Linked DNA regions of Gossypium hirsutum: region 2 is linked to region 1. Evidence: chromatin contacts called from public Hi-C data. All regions are on one chromosome and are shown on one strand. The core of a region is the stretch at or near the end of the contact, and the rest is flanking DNA. Distances in the headings are between cores, read along the strand shown. Region 1 holds the start of LOC107895083 (acetylglutamate kinase, chloroplastic). Region 2 holds the start of LOC107895077.

Region 1 (6,370 bases), core at 1,869-4,368:
GATTTAAAGAGACTGATAATAGATGAAGATCATTAACACTTGTAGAACATCTAGAACTTGGACCTAGCCCCCAATAGGAGGAGTTGCCTACTACCATTTCTCATCTAAAATGTCTGAAGACTCTATCATTTAACAATATGCCCATGGAGTCGGTTCAAAAATTGTTGCCTAATGGAGGCTCTGATCATTGGAAAGTCAGGCATATTCCAAATATCTATTTCCTTTACTTCACAGTTAAAGGAGCACAGCATGAAACCTACAAGCTTGGTGATTCACGCTTGTTAGAATTCCTTAGTTGAAGCACTTGGATGGATCTCCTTCCATGTCTTAAAATTCCGATGTTGATATTGCGTCAGACACAGTTGAGTGGCCAATACAGAGGTATGTTCAATCTTTTTCTAAGTCTTAACATGCATTTGACTGGTCCTTAGAGGATCATATCTCCATAACCATATTATTTCAAGAAAAATGAGTGAGAGCAACATAGGTTTTACATTGTTCTGATTTGCTATTTCTTTTATTTTATGTTTTAATTTGGATGATTTTACTTGTAGGACAGGGCAGACACTCAATGGTTTTCAGATGGATCAATTCAACTGAATGTAGAATAACCATATAGGAAGAGACTAAATTTGAATCTACCAGTCTAACTGGTTATAATTACTTACCAGATCAATGTGGGTGATTGATGTATGTTGCCTTCCCGGCCCCCAATCTCATAAATAGCTCCTTGTACCTTTGTCGTTTTTGCTTGTTATATTATACTCATTTTTTCACTTCATGTCAATAGCTTCCACCTCAAAACCTAGAAAATATCAACTTACATGCAATGGTAAATTACAGGTTGCGTACATGGAAGACAGTTTTCCAAATAAAAAGGTAATAAGGTAAGCAACAAAGTATATAAAAAAGGACTAAATGAGAGGAAATAAATAAATGAACTAAAGAGGGTTAAGCCTTTAAAATACAATGAACTACAAGAAGTACATTCAGAAGTTGCAATCAACAAAGCTATGTTACCTGGACTCTTTAATTTCCTAAAGTACCTATTTGGACATAGGAACGTGGTATGATCCTCCAAACATATTAAAGACTTCAAAAAAAATAAAAAGTATACTCATATCACACACATACAATACTCAAGCCAAATTTAGGTAACAGAGCTCCATAGGAAGAATGTGTGGAGTTTCTTAATCTATCATACAAACAGGGGCAACTGAAGCAACTTGAAATTCCAATAAACCAAATACATAGAGCAACTAAAACATCAAGTTCCAATGAAGCAAACATCCATATACGCAAGAAAAAGCATAGCCAACAAAAGAGGGAGGATCCATATAAAACTTCATGCAAACTGAAAAAACAAAAGATAAAATTTACAATGAAAGCGCATAAAGAGAGGACTGTGAAAGAGTTAATAGCCAAAAAGTTAAGAGAAAGTGATTCAAGGCAGAAAAATTGAAACTCGAAGCTACTGCCTCAGTCAGTATCATACATCTACAGCTTAATTGAAATTGATTTCAGCTTCCATTATTACCCATCTTATTCTTGCCATAAGGGATTGAAGCAGAAAAACGCTTAAACCAGAGTCAGCAAATTTCAACATCTCTCCTTTGATTTTATTAAACTATTGAGCCCGAAAAGAAACATTGTTCAGGAACTGATAACAAAAAGCATTGAAGTTTGTCGCAATGCATTCATAACTGCAATAAATAGAAGAGTTACAATATTAAAACTAACAAAAAGGAAGAGTAGGCTATAGTTTAACCGGTGATCATTGTGCCAGCGCCCTCATCGGTCATAATCTCATGAAGCAACGAGTGCTCAACACGACCGTCAATAATGCTAGCAGTGGTGACGCCTTGATCAAGCGATCGAATACAACAATTCACTTTGGGAATCATCCCACCACCTACCTTCCCTTCCTCAATCATTTTCTTCACTCCCTTTATATCAATCTCTTTCACCAAGCTTCCAGGGTCCTCTCGGTTTCTCAGAATCCCTGCGACGTCGGTCAACAGAATCAGTTTCTCTGCCCCCAATGCCGCCGCCACCTCACCGGCTACCGTGTCTGCATTGATGTTGTAAGGCTGACCATACTCATCCGCCGCCACTGAAGCAATCACCGGGATGCTTCCGTTGTCCACGATCGTTTGGAGGACTGTGGGGTCCACTCTCGCAACTTCTCCCACAAACCCCAACTGTGCAGCGTTTGGGCTGGGCCGGGCAACTAAAAGGCGGCCGTCCATGCCAGAAAGGCCCACAGCGGTGGCTCCAGCGTAATTGATACGAGAAACCAGGTCTTTGTTAACTTTTCCAACAAGGACCATAGAAACAACTTCCATGGTCCTGGCGTCGGTTACACGGAGCCCATCGCGGAACTGAGCGGGGATATTGAGCTGATTGAGAAGGACGTTGATTTCAGGACCACCGCCATGGACGAGGACGGGACGGAGGCCAACGCAGGAGAGGAGGACGAGGTCCCTGACAACAGAGGCCTTGAGCTCCGCAGATTTCATGGCGGCGCCTCCGTATTTGACGACAATGGTTTTTCCCCTAAATTTCTGAATGTAGGGGAGTGATTCAGAGAGGATTCGGACTCGAAGTTGAAGATCGGAATTGGTGAGAGAGGGAAGAGGAGGATCATTGAGGGCGGTGGAGGAGGGTGAAGAAGCTCTAATGGAAAGACGAAGGCGACGAGAATTGGGGGTTAATGGGGGTTTGGAGAATCTGAAGTTGAGGTTTAGGGTTTCTGCTTTTGATTTTGTCATTGTTAGGGAGAGAAATGAAAGGGGGTCCTGTGAAGAGCAAAAATGGAGAGATTTGCCGGTGGCTGTTGCGCCCATTTTTCTATCTTCCTTTCCTCTTCGCTTTGGCTCTGGCTTAGGAGGAGCTAATGGTGCACCCACTCAGGAGTGTAAGCAAATCATTACATTCTATTGTCAAAAGAATTTATAATAATTAAAAAGATAAAATAAGAAACTAAAATGAAATTTTATTAAAATCCAACAATTAAAATTAGTATATATAACGATAAATTAGCAAAATCAAACAGTGTGACATTATCCTTCATCCTTATTATTATATAAAAAAAATGATAAAATGTATGTAAAAACAGGATAATATCATTTTTTGGACGAAAGACTTCAATGATAACCTTATTTTCGATCTCAACCATATTGACACAATTATCATACTTAACCATTTTGTCCTTTTCTTTCTTATCAAACAATTAAAAACGTCACATTAATTATACAAGTAATATTTAAATTATTATCAGAAAATATTGTTAAAGAATCTGAAAAACAGATTTAATATAAAATTTAATAAATGTCAAATAATCAAGAACAAGATTATATATAGAAGTGTACTTGAATCTATTATTGAAAATTACCCATAAAATTTTGATCTTTCAAGAAAATAATTTTTTTTTCTTATAGTATATCTCTTGGATGGGGATGAATAAGATATGTGAGATAACTCTATTTCTTGGAAACCACTATCTCTTTAAATAATTGATTATTAAATTAGTTTTGAGTATTTATAATTTGACCCCTCATCAAGTTAAATACAATTTTCAACTTATGATATCTACACATTATTTTCATGACACTTTGATACCTATGACACTTATAACATAATTGGTTACTTAATTTTGATCATATTTTATAATAGCATTATACATTATACATATGTGCCCATAATTGGGGATTTTAATCCAACAATCTCCCACTTGAGCAACATATGTTTCCTGATAAATGTACAACTTTATGGGCTCAAAATTTGCTATAATATAACAGGTATTCTATAATAGTCTTGTCCATCAACTATATCCATATAGAATTGAATCAGTCTTTGTCATATTAATCATGACTAAACTCATCAATAGTCATATATACAAATATAGTCAAATGACATGGATCAATCATAGATGTGTAGCATGGAATTTACATGCAATATAAACCAAAACATGCCTATTTCCATCTGGTCCTCCTTAAACTTAAGCGTGGTCAGTATTAAACAGAGTGAATAAACTAAATACTTTATTTCTGATTAGAAAATAACCAAATACATAAATGTCTGAAAACAAACATAAAGCAAATAAAACACAAACTCTCACTAAACCATGATGCCCTCAAATAATATAACATGTTAGGGAATGTGCCTGTCTTGTAGTAAACATGTAACTGTTTTCTATTTATTTGAACGATGAATAAATAAATAAAGTTAATTTTACATTCCACTATTATGTCTTTTGTATTTTCCGTCTTTTATACTTTGCATTCATTGCGAAATTGTGACAAGTAAATATTAGCTCATTGATTGTTTAAAGTTCAAATTGAAGATAAGTGACACTGTAAATAACGTTTACATTGCGAGAAAGACAACTTACTTCAGTAGATAATCTAAATGAGTCTGTAATCCCGTAAAAGAATCAAAGTGAGTATTTGATTCAAACACTGAGAAGGATTATTATATCGTCTACAATTCCAATTGGGGAGATGACTAGTCTTGGCTATCGGAACTGTTGACTCCACGAGTAGAGACATAGATGTATTCATTGGTAGAATTGTACATTGGATTGGACTCAAGATGAATTAATTCTGAATCCGTTTGTGAATTAACTCACTTGTGACATTCATGGTGTGATTTACCTAAATCCTGAGTTAGTCACTGACTATGCATATGCAACTCATGTGCTTTAATATAAATAGAGGCTTATGCTCTAAAGATGATCGAGCCCATAGTCAGTATGTTGGGTACATGATTTGTGTATGGCATGGCTTTACTAGAAACAGTGGAATTTATAACTCAATTAAAGAGTTAATGATATCTTCTTATTGACATTGTTTGGATTGATAAATATGGAATATGGCCACGGGTCACTAGTTCTCGAACGAGCAATTTATCATAGTCATTTGTTAACAGTGATTATATTAATCATTAAGAAGACACAATGGTGACAGTGAGATAAAATAGGATTGTATTGAGTGAACGGATTTAACTCAAAGGAATCAAGGATATCATATGAGGGTAACACACATATGACGAGGTCATTGGATAAAGCAGTTGGATAAACTGCTTTCACAAACAGTATACAATAAGGAGTTTTCAACCATGGTACTTCTTGTGGACTAACTCCATGATTAATTAATTGCGAATTATCGGAACGATGCTTCTGGACATAATTTCAATCACTAGAGCATAATTGTATATGTCTGATTGGTCCCTCCGCTAGCTCAACAAAGCCTCGATCGAACTGCATTTGAATCAGAAGTAAATTCTACGACTTTGGGAATAATTTAATTGAGTTAATTTATTCGATATGAAAATAAATTAGGTGGTCGTAAGAATTGTTCAACTAGAGAATTTGATTAAAAAATTATCTTAAAAAATTAATTTGGAAAATCTAAGTGATTTTTGAATAAATTAAATTAAAATTAATTTGATATTTTTAAAAATTAATTTTCAAGTCAAACAATTGGACCAATGGGTTATTGAACTTGAAAATTAGACCTAAGATCGTAAATCCCGGGAGCCCAAAATCGAGACCAAGACTGTAACATCCTAATTTTGGGCCTAGTTGAAATAGTGGTTTCGAGACCACAAATCTGAAGTAGAAATAATCATTTTATGAATTTTTTGAGGTCTATGATATGTTTGGATGATTGTACGAAAGTTTCGTTAAGAAATTTTGTGGATAAAGTGTCCAATTTAATTTTTAGGACTAAATTGCAAAAGTTGCAAAATATGTGATTCTAGAAGCTTTAAGCATGAAATGGCTATAGGTTATTAATTAGAGGTTCTTAAATAGAAATTTGACCAATTTCTATTTTTATGGACAAAAATAAGCATGAATAAGTAAAATTTGAAAGTTTAGTAAAAAGGGCATTTTGGTCATTTGGTTCATAAAAGAATAAAAAGGGAAAATTAAGTCAAAATTTGCTCATCTTCTACATGCCATAGCTGAAATTCCCAAGGTCACCATAGCTAGGGTTTCTTCAACTTTCAAACTTGATTGTAAGTGTAATCTAGCCCCGTTTTTAATTTGTTTTACATTTTTTGAGTTGTTATCAACCGATTTAGCCATTTCTACCATTTATTTGAGCTAGGGTTGATGTCTAGGGTTTGATCCATGTGTAACATGCATGTATTTTGATGTTTCATGGTAGATTATGAAAGTTTGATGTGTGATAAACAACTTTTACTAAGTCATTTTTCAAGAAAACACCTAAAAAGGACCTATTTGTAAAAGTTGTAAAATGTGTAGTAAAAATCTAATTTGATGAAAAATGTGGGCTGATATGAGCATGTGTGTGGATTGACTAAGCTTGAGTAATAAAGAAATTGAATGCATTTCATTTTACGA
Region 2 (6,370 bases), core at 2,564-5,063, 130 kb after region 1:
TACTCGGCAAATACTCAAAATTGGCCTTTAGCTATGAAAACCTCAAACTAGCAAATTTCTCCTCACTTGGTGAGGATCCAAGTAATTCATAGCAAAAGGCAGTCGGCCTAGAGATCGAACTTATGCTCGTGATCGCATTCCCTTCGATGGTGAGCCTTAGCTGTAGTGCAACACCCTCTAGAGTGATGGTGCACTCCTCATACGACAAATGAAATGTGTGGGTCTCTGGACGCCATCGCTCAACTAAAGCAAAAATCAAAACGTATCACAGATCAAAAGTCTGGATCAATGCCGCTGATCCGAACCCGGCTAACTCTAAGTATGGTATCAGGTGTTCATCTGGCAGAAACCCTACACTATTAACACGGCCCCTCAATACGCGGTACGGGCCCTGACATTATTAAATTAGCAAAATAGTTAATACAATATAATTTATTCCGCAAATAACATGAGTATCAAATAAAAAAAAATATTACCATTTCATTAATAGTACTTGATATATGATTATTATTAATCAAAGAACCCATTTGCTGCAAATCTGCAATTAAAAAAATGAATTCATTTAATTTGTTTCAAAAAATACAATAAATTATTTCAATTTTTAGAAAAAACACGGTAAATATCTAATTATTTCCCATAATTTATCTACAATAAAAAAAATTATGTTAGATTACAATAATAATATAATTAAAATTAATATAAACTATCTAAATATAAAAACATACGAATTAAAAAAATAAAAATGGAAATAGAAACATACCTGATTAGTTTCTTTCAAACAACCTATAAAATTATATAACAACAAATTTAATCAACATTTTAATAAATCAATAAAAATTGTCCAACACTTTACAATTTAATCCAACCCAATACATATTTTTCTATTTTCCAAAATAAATATTAATTTTCCAATTAAATAACTTTCTCATCCCAATTTTACCCCTGTAAAATTATGATGATTTTACCCCTGGTAAAATTTTCAAGAAAATATATTTAATATTTCACAACTCAACTTATTCATTATGACTGAATGGTTTATTTTCATTTTTGGGCTTTAAAACTGCTCAAAAACATAAAATCATTCTTCTGATCATTTCTGAGCAATCCATATATATTTGCAAATGGATCATTTCTCATTTTCATTTCCAATTTTTTTAAAACCCACATTTATTTCCAAATAATTCCATTTCTCCATTTCAAAGAAAACCATAATGATTTTTGAATGTTTTCTATTTCTTTGTTTGTATTCATTCCGTTCATTTTGATTTAAACACGTAATTCATTTCCGGTTTCAACGAGCTATTAGAGGGATCGATTTGACATATGTAATTAAGGCTCAAATGATTTATAATTAAGTTTTGGCTTTTCGTCTATTAATTATAAACTCATTTAATCATGAAGACATTTCACTATAGTATTGTGGCTGAGCTCTCCCTAACGACATATTATTACGAAAGCAATTATTCAACATTCACCCAATGACCTTGTCATAAGTGTGTTACCCTTATAGTATATCATTGATCTCTTTAAGATAATATATGTTTTCCCAATATAATTCTATTTTATCTTATGGTAACCATTACATCTTCCTTCATGAAAAGTCAATGACTATCAAATAGGGATAAAGTTATCCATCACAAAGACGAACGACCCGTGGCACGTTTACTTTTCATCAACCATGTAATGCCTATGAGAGGATATAATTTACCTATGTCTCAGGTTATAAATTCCACATCAACTTTCGGCTCCTTATTTATTCAAACTTATACTTTTACTTACATCAAAGTATATGAGTCACGTATACATAGTCTGCCATCCACCCAAGATTTAGGTATGCCACACTATGAGCGTCACAAGCGAATAAATCCATAAACGGATTTAGGATCTATTCTACTTGGATCCAATTCGATGTACTGTTAATCCAGTCAGTCACATCTATGTCTTTATCTTCTAAGAGTCATCCGCTTCGATGCCCAAGACAAAACATCTCCCCAATTGGACTTGATAGGTGAAATATTAGTCTTTCAATCGGTTTGTTCAGTTCCGATTAGACTAAGGACATGTTTAGGTTTATCTACTAATACAAGTTGTCTTTCTATATTACAATCTGACCACGTAATATCACTAAATATTAATTAAACAATAGAAAACCAATGAGTAACATTTACTTCCATTTTACTTTGCATACAAAAACCATTTGAGGACAATATACAAAGTATTAATGTAATTCATGAATAATTTTATTAACTAATTTGTTCAGAAATTTACAAGTGTACTTTGACGAAAATACTACACTTAGGACACCAGATCCAACATGGACATCTGGTCGAGCCATGTCAGTTGTCCCATTAGGTTTGTACCAAAAAATGGGCTTGGGTAATTAATTTATCATTTTTCAAAAATATTAATGATTAATCTACCACTTTTCGTAAATATTAGTGACTAATTTCACACCATTGAAAGTTAAGTAAATGCTGGTATCCTTTTCCCTTGCTTTTTTCCTCCTTCAACATGAAACCATCTCCTCATCTCTCTTCGTGGTTTCAGCCATGCTAAAAAATGATAGTAAAGATAAAATAATACAACCACTGTCTTTGCTTTCTATCTAGCCAACAATAGGGCTAATTGCCAAACCAGCCGTCGTCATTCCTTCCTCTACCCTCTTGCTTTTTTTTCCCTTCAACTGAAAAGAATCTCCTCCTCTCTTTTCATGGTTCCTACGATGGGCACATCTGTTTGCTTTTGTTGGATCTTGCTCGACAGAATGAGAGGATCCTTGGCCAAAAACCTTTGTGAGAGAAGTTAGCTGAGGCCTTTTTGGCTTCTTTCCTTACCAACGATGATTTTGTTTGGTTCCATTTCTCTACCATTTTAGCGTTTGCAACTCCTTAGTCGATGTTACTTATATTTTTCTTTCTTTTTTATTTTCCAGGTTAGTGTTCCTTGCTTGCTAGCTATTAGGATCGTCCCGAATAAGCAACGAACAAGTAAAAATAGTAGAAGAAATTGAGAAGATGAACACACAAATTTAACGTGGAAAAACCCCTCAAAAGAGGATAAAAAACCACGGGCAAAGATAATTTTACTATAATGGCAAAAGAATGAAGAGTACAAAAGATGGAGATAAAAACTAAACCCCAAAAACCCGATAAAACAAAGAACCCTCAAACGTAAACACAAAATTCTCTGAATGTGTTATGAGTTCTAATCTAATGGGTGTCTATTAATTCTAAGATTGTAAAGGAGCCTATTTATAGGCTAAATTAGTAAGTCAAATAAACTATACTAATAAATGCTAAATATATTATACTAATAAATACTAAATCTTCTAGAAAGAAAATATATTTTTGTTTAACTTGACTTGCAAGCAATCTCTTAGAATTTGGGTCACACAATTCTAACACTAGCCTTTGTTATTTTTTGGGGGGCATGGATGGGGTCGCCACCGTTTAAGTTCCCAGTTGGTCGAAGCTTGATAGTCCTTGGCTTTCGTCACACAAACTCTATTTTTGTTAGTGGTTGGGGCCATTTTTATGGCTAATGGGTCTCTTCCGTCGCTGCTCATGATTGGCTTTAACGGTGGTCGATAACTTCCTTTTTTCAGTTTGGCCGAGGCGTGGTCTTTGCCGAAGGCATTCATGCTGACAACCGGTGCAGCCCCCTTGCATCTCTACTTCCCCAACATCCTTTGGCACTTCCTTTCCCTCCTATTCTGATGATAGCAAGGGTCAAATAGTTGAATATCGTGGGGAGCTGGGCTTGTTTGGACCTTGTTTCTATTATTACATCTTTTGAGCTGTTTTGAGACGTTTCTACTATTGGGCTTTTTTGGGCCCTTGTTGTTCTTGATCCCATTTTTTCGATGGATGCCGTAAGTTGAAAAGAAAAAAGAAAAAGGAGGAAGGAAAAACAAGCTGTACTTATCTGAGAGGCATTGCGGCAGATTACCCAGAAAACAAAAGGAGAATCAAACGAAGACGAAGTAAAAAGAAGGAAATCTGAGCAAAAATTCCAAGAAATAACGAAAGTAATAGTTGTACTGCATAAGGCTCTGAAATGGGGGATAACAAGGAATTGACGCCGTCAAAGTATGACATGAACGCAAAATGGGACGCCTGCATCGATCTCACTCTCCGCCGCTTCGTTTATTCATCCTTGGCTGGCGCTTTTGGTGGCCTCCTTTTCTTCAGTTTGTTCTCTTTCCCTAATTTCTTTATTTCTTTCTCCTTTTTAAGATATGTTGTTTTCGATTTGCCCCATTGCAGATTAGCCTAAATGGTTCTACAAATTTTGTATTCTCATATCCACTTTTTATCTTTCATCTAGTTGTTTCTATGTTGTTCTGCACTCGGTAGCGTTCGCTCTTCCAGTTATATATGCGCCTGCTCTACATTCATAGCTGTAGATGTTAATGTAAATATGATGTATATACATGTCCAAAATATGTAGGGATTTAAATTGCTGTCGTGGATACTTTTTTGGATGTGTTGTGTTTATTGGTTGCGAGTGCGAGGTATGTTACTACAATCAGTTGCAGCAAATATCTACAGTGAATACTGGTGGCAAAGAGAGCCACAAATGCAAATTGCAGCCATAATATCGTGCTATGGCTGCTATTTACATTTTTGTTGTGCACTTTACCATCCATTTAAGTGGCAACGTTTGAGACCAAGTGGCTTCCTTAAGGAGAACCTTGCATCCCTGCATGTTGGTTTTGATTCACCTTATATTCCAACACCAGAAGTAGCTCCTTTTTGCCTTTGTTGTAAATTGCCTAGAAATGACGAGGAACTTGATTAAGGCTCTGCTTTGTGGGGAGAGTGGAAAGGAACTGTTTATGATTTATGACTCATAGCCACCTTCAATCATCAATGCTACCTGGAAAAGCCTAAACGGTTGAAGTGATTATGCATTTTAACTTTTTACTAGATGTTAATCTAAGCCGTGGACAAAGTAAACTGAGTTCTTCCATTTTGAATTGCTTCAGTTTTCTTCTAGTACTTGTATTTCCAGGCATTGTCGCTATCATGCCTTTCCGTTTTTATGCTTTCTGCTTTGCATGTCTTCCTTAATCCTTCCTTGAGTTAATAACTTTGATTTGTCCTGTCAGGGAGTCCAGTGACTCGATGGGCATCTGTAGCTTTTGGTGCTGGGATTGCGATTGGATCCGCATACACTGATTGTTCTTGTCTTTTTGGTGGATATTCTCCAAAGTTGGCTCCTCCGAAGCTTGATGATGCTCCTGCACCCAAGGTTGAACTAATGTTTTATTGAACTATGGGTTTAATCTTCTGGACTCTTCCTTTTTCTAGGTTGCACATTCATGTTCTAATTGTTTAGTGTAATCCTTTGTCCACTACAAATGTTAAAATTTTCTTCAACTTATCAACAGTCATCTCAAGGTGTTAAATGAGAGGATATGCATCAGCACTGGTGGGGTCATTCTGGGTTAGGTTATGAATGCCCGCTAATCGATTTTGTGATCGTCAACTTCAATGCTCACACTCAACCAACTTTATTAGAGCCATCTAAGAGTAATCAATCTGAATTAAAAAAATGGTGATGATGAGTGAACCTTTTTCGTAGGTTAATTTCTTCTAACAATGACTAGAATTAGATGTATGTATATATAAAAATCTGAAATATTGTGGAAAGTGAAACTGTGATGCTGATGAATCAAATATGGGCATTGGCATATATTTCAATTACTGAGCTGAAACAACTTTCATTGAGCTTTTCTTGAATAATTGCTTAAAATGTCATAAACCATCAGGTTATTAATTGTTTCTCACCTAGAGTACGCCCTACTCGTAGGCCCTTGACCTTTGAGTAGCCCTGTTAAAATAAAATATAACGACCTATAGGTTGAAAATTGAAGGGGGTGTTCAGGTTTTTATGGAGTACTCCACCCCAAGCCCATCTATGCAAAAACATAGGCATCAGATCAACTTATATTTGAATAGGGACCGGAGGTCTCTAGTATAAATTATTGCTTAACTTTTATGAAAGGCATTTTGATGGGAAAGTTGTGTGTAAAAATCTGCTGCTGCAAGGGGAAAAAATATTTTTTGCCAGTGCCCAAGCATAGCCAATTTCTCAGGTGAAAATGTCTCGTTGGTTATTGGCCCCAGTGTAGTGGATTATCTTTGCATAGAGCCTTGGCAGTTTAGGGCAACTATTCTTGTCCAGAGTAGATGTTGTTGTTGATTTTCCTGACACTTTTACAGTCTGGTCTATTAAGTTCTAACTTTATCAAAAATCTGCATAGCAAGGATGCTTCTAGATTTTAGTTTATTTCAATATTATTCTGCATATTATATGTTTCAAGAATCTCTATAAGAAAGTTAATTTACTTCTCTTTTCTTTTTCC

What was found. A called contact is a pair of places that touch in the nucleus more often than the background predicts.
Region 2: a contact with region 1 is called in a Hi-C map of leaf, with 2.2 times the contacts expected there. The contact joins the promoter of LOC107895077 here to the promoter of LOC107895083 in region 1. A contact is called at or near these places in 6 of 34 Hi-C or Micro-C datasets (hypocotyl and leaf).

What each region holds. Positions count from the first base shown.
Region 1 is chrA13:85,424,660-85,431,029 of Gossypium_hirsutum_v2.1, forward strand. LOC107895083 (acetylglutamate kinase, chloroplastic) reads right to left here and starts at 3,119. Exons shown (of 1, transcript XM_016820298.2): 1 at 1,598-3,119. The coding sequence starts at 2,846. The coding sequence ends at 1,764.
Region 2 is chrA13:85,555,974-85,562,343 of Gossypium_hirsutum_v2.1, forward strand. LOC107895077 reads left to right here and starts at 3,814. Exons shown (of 3, transcript XM_016820289.2): 1 at 3,814-4,189; 2 at 5,111-5,253. The coding sequence starts at 4,057.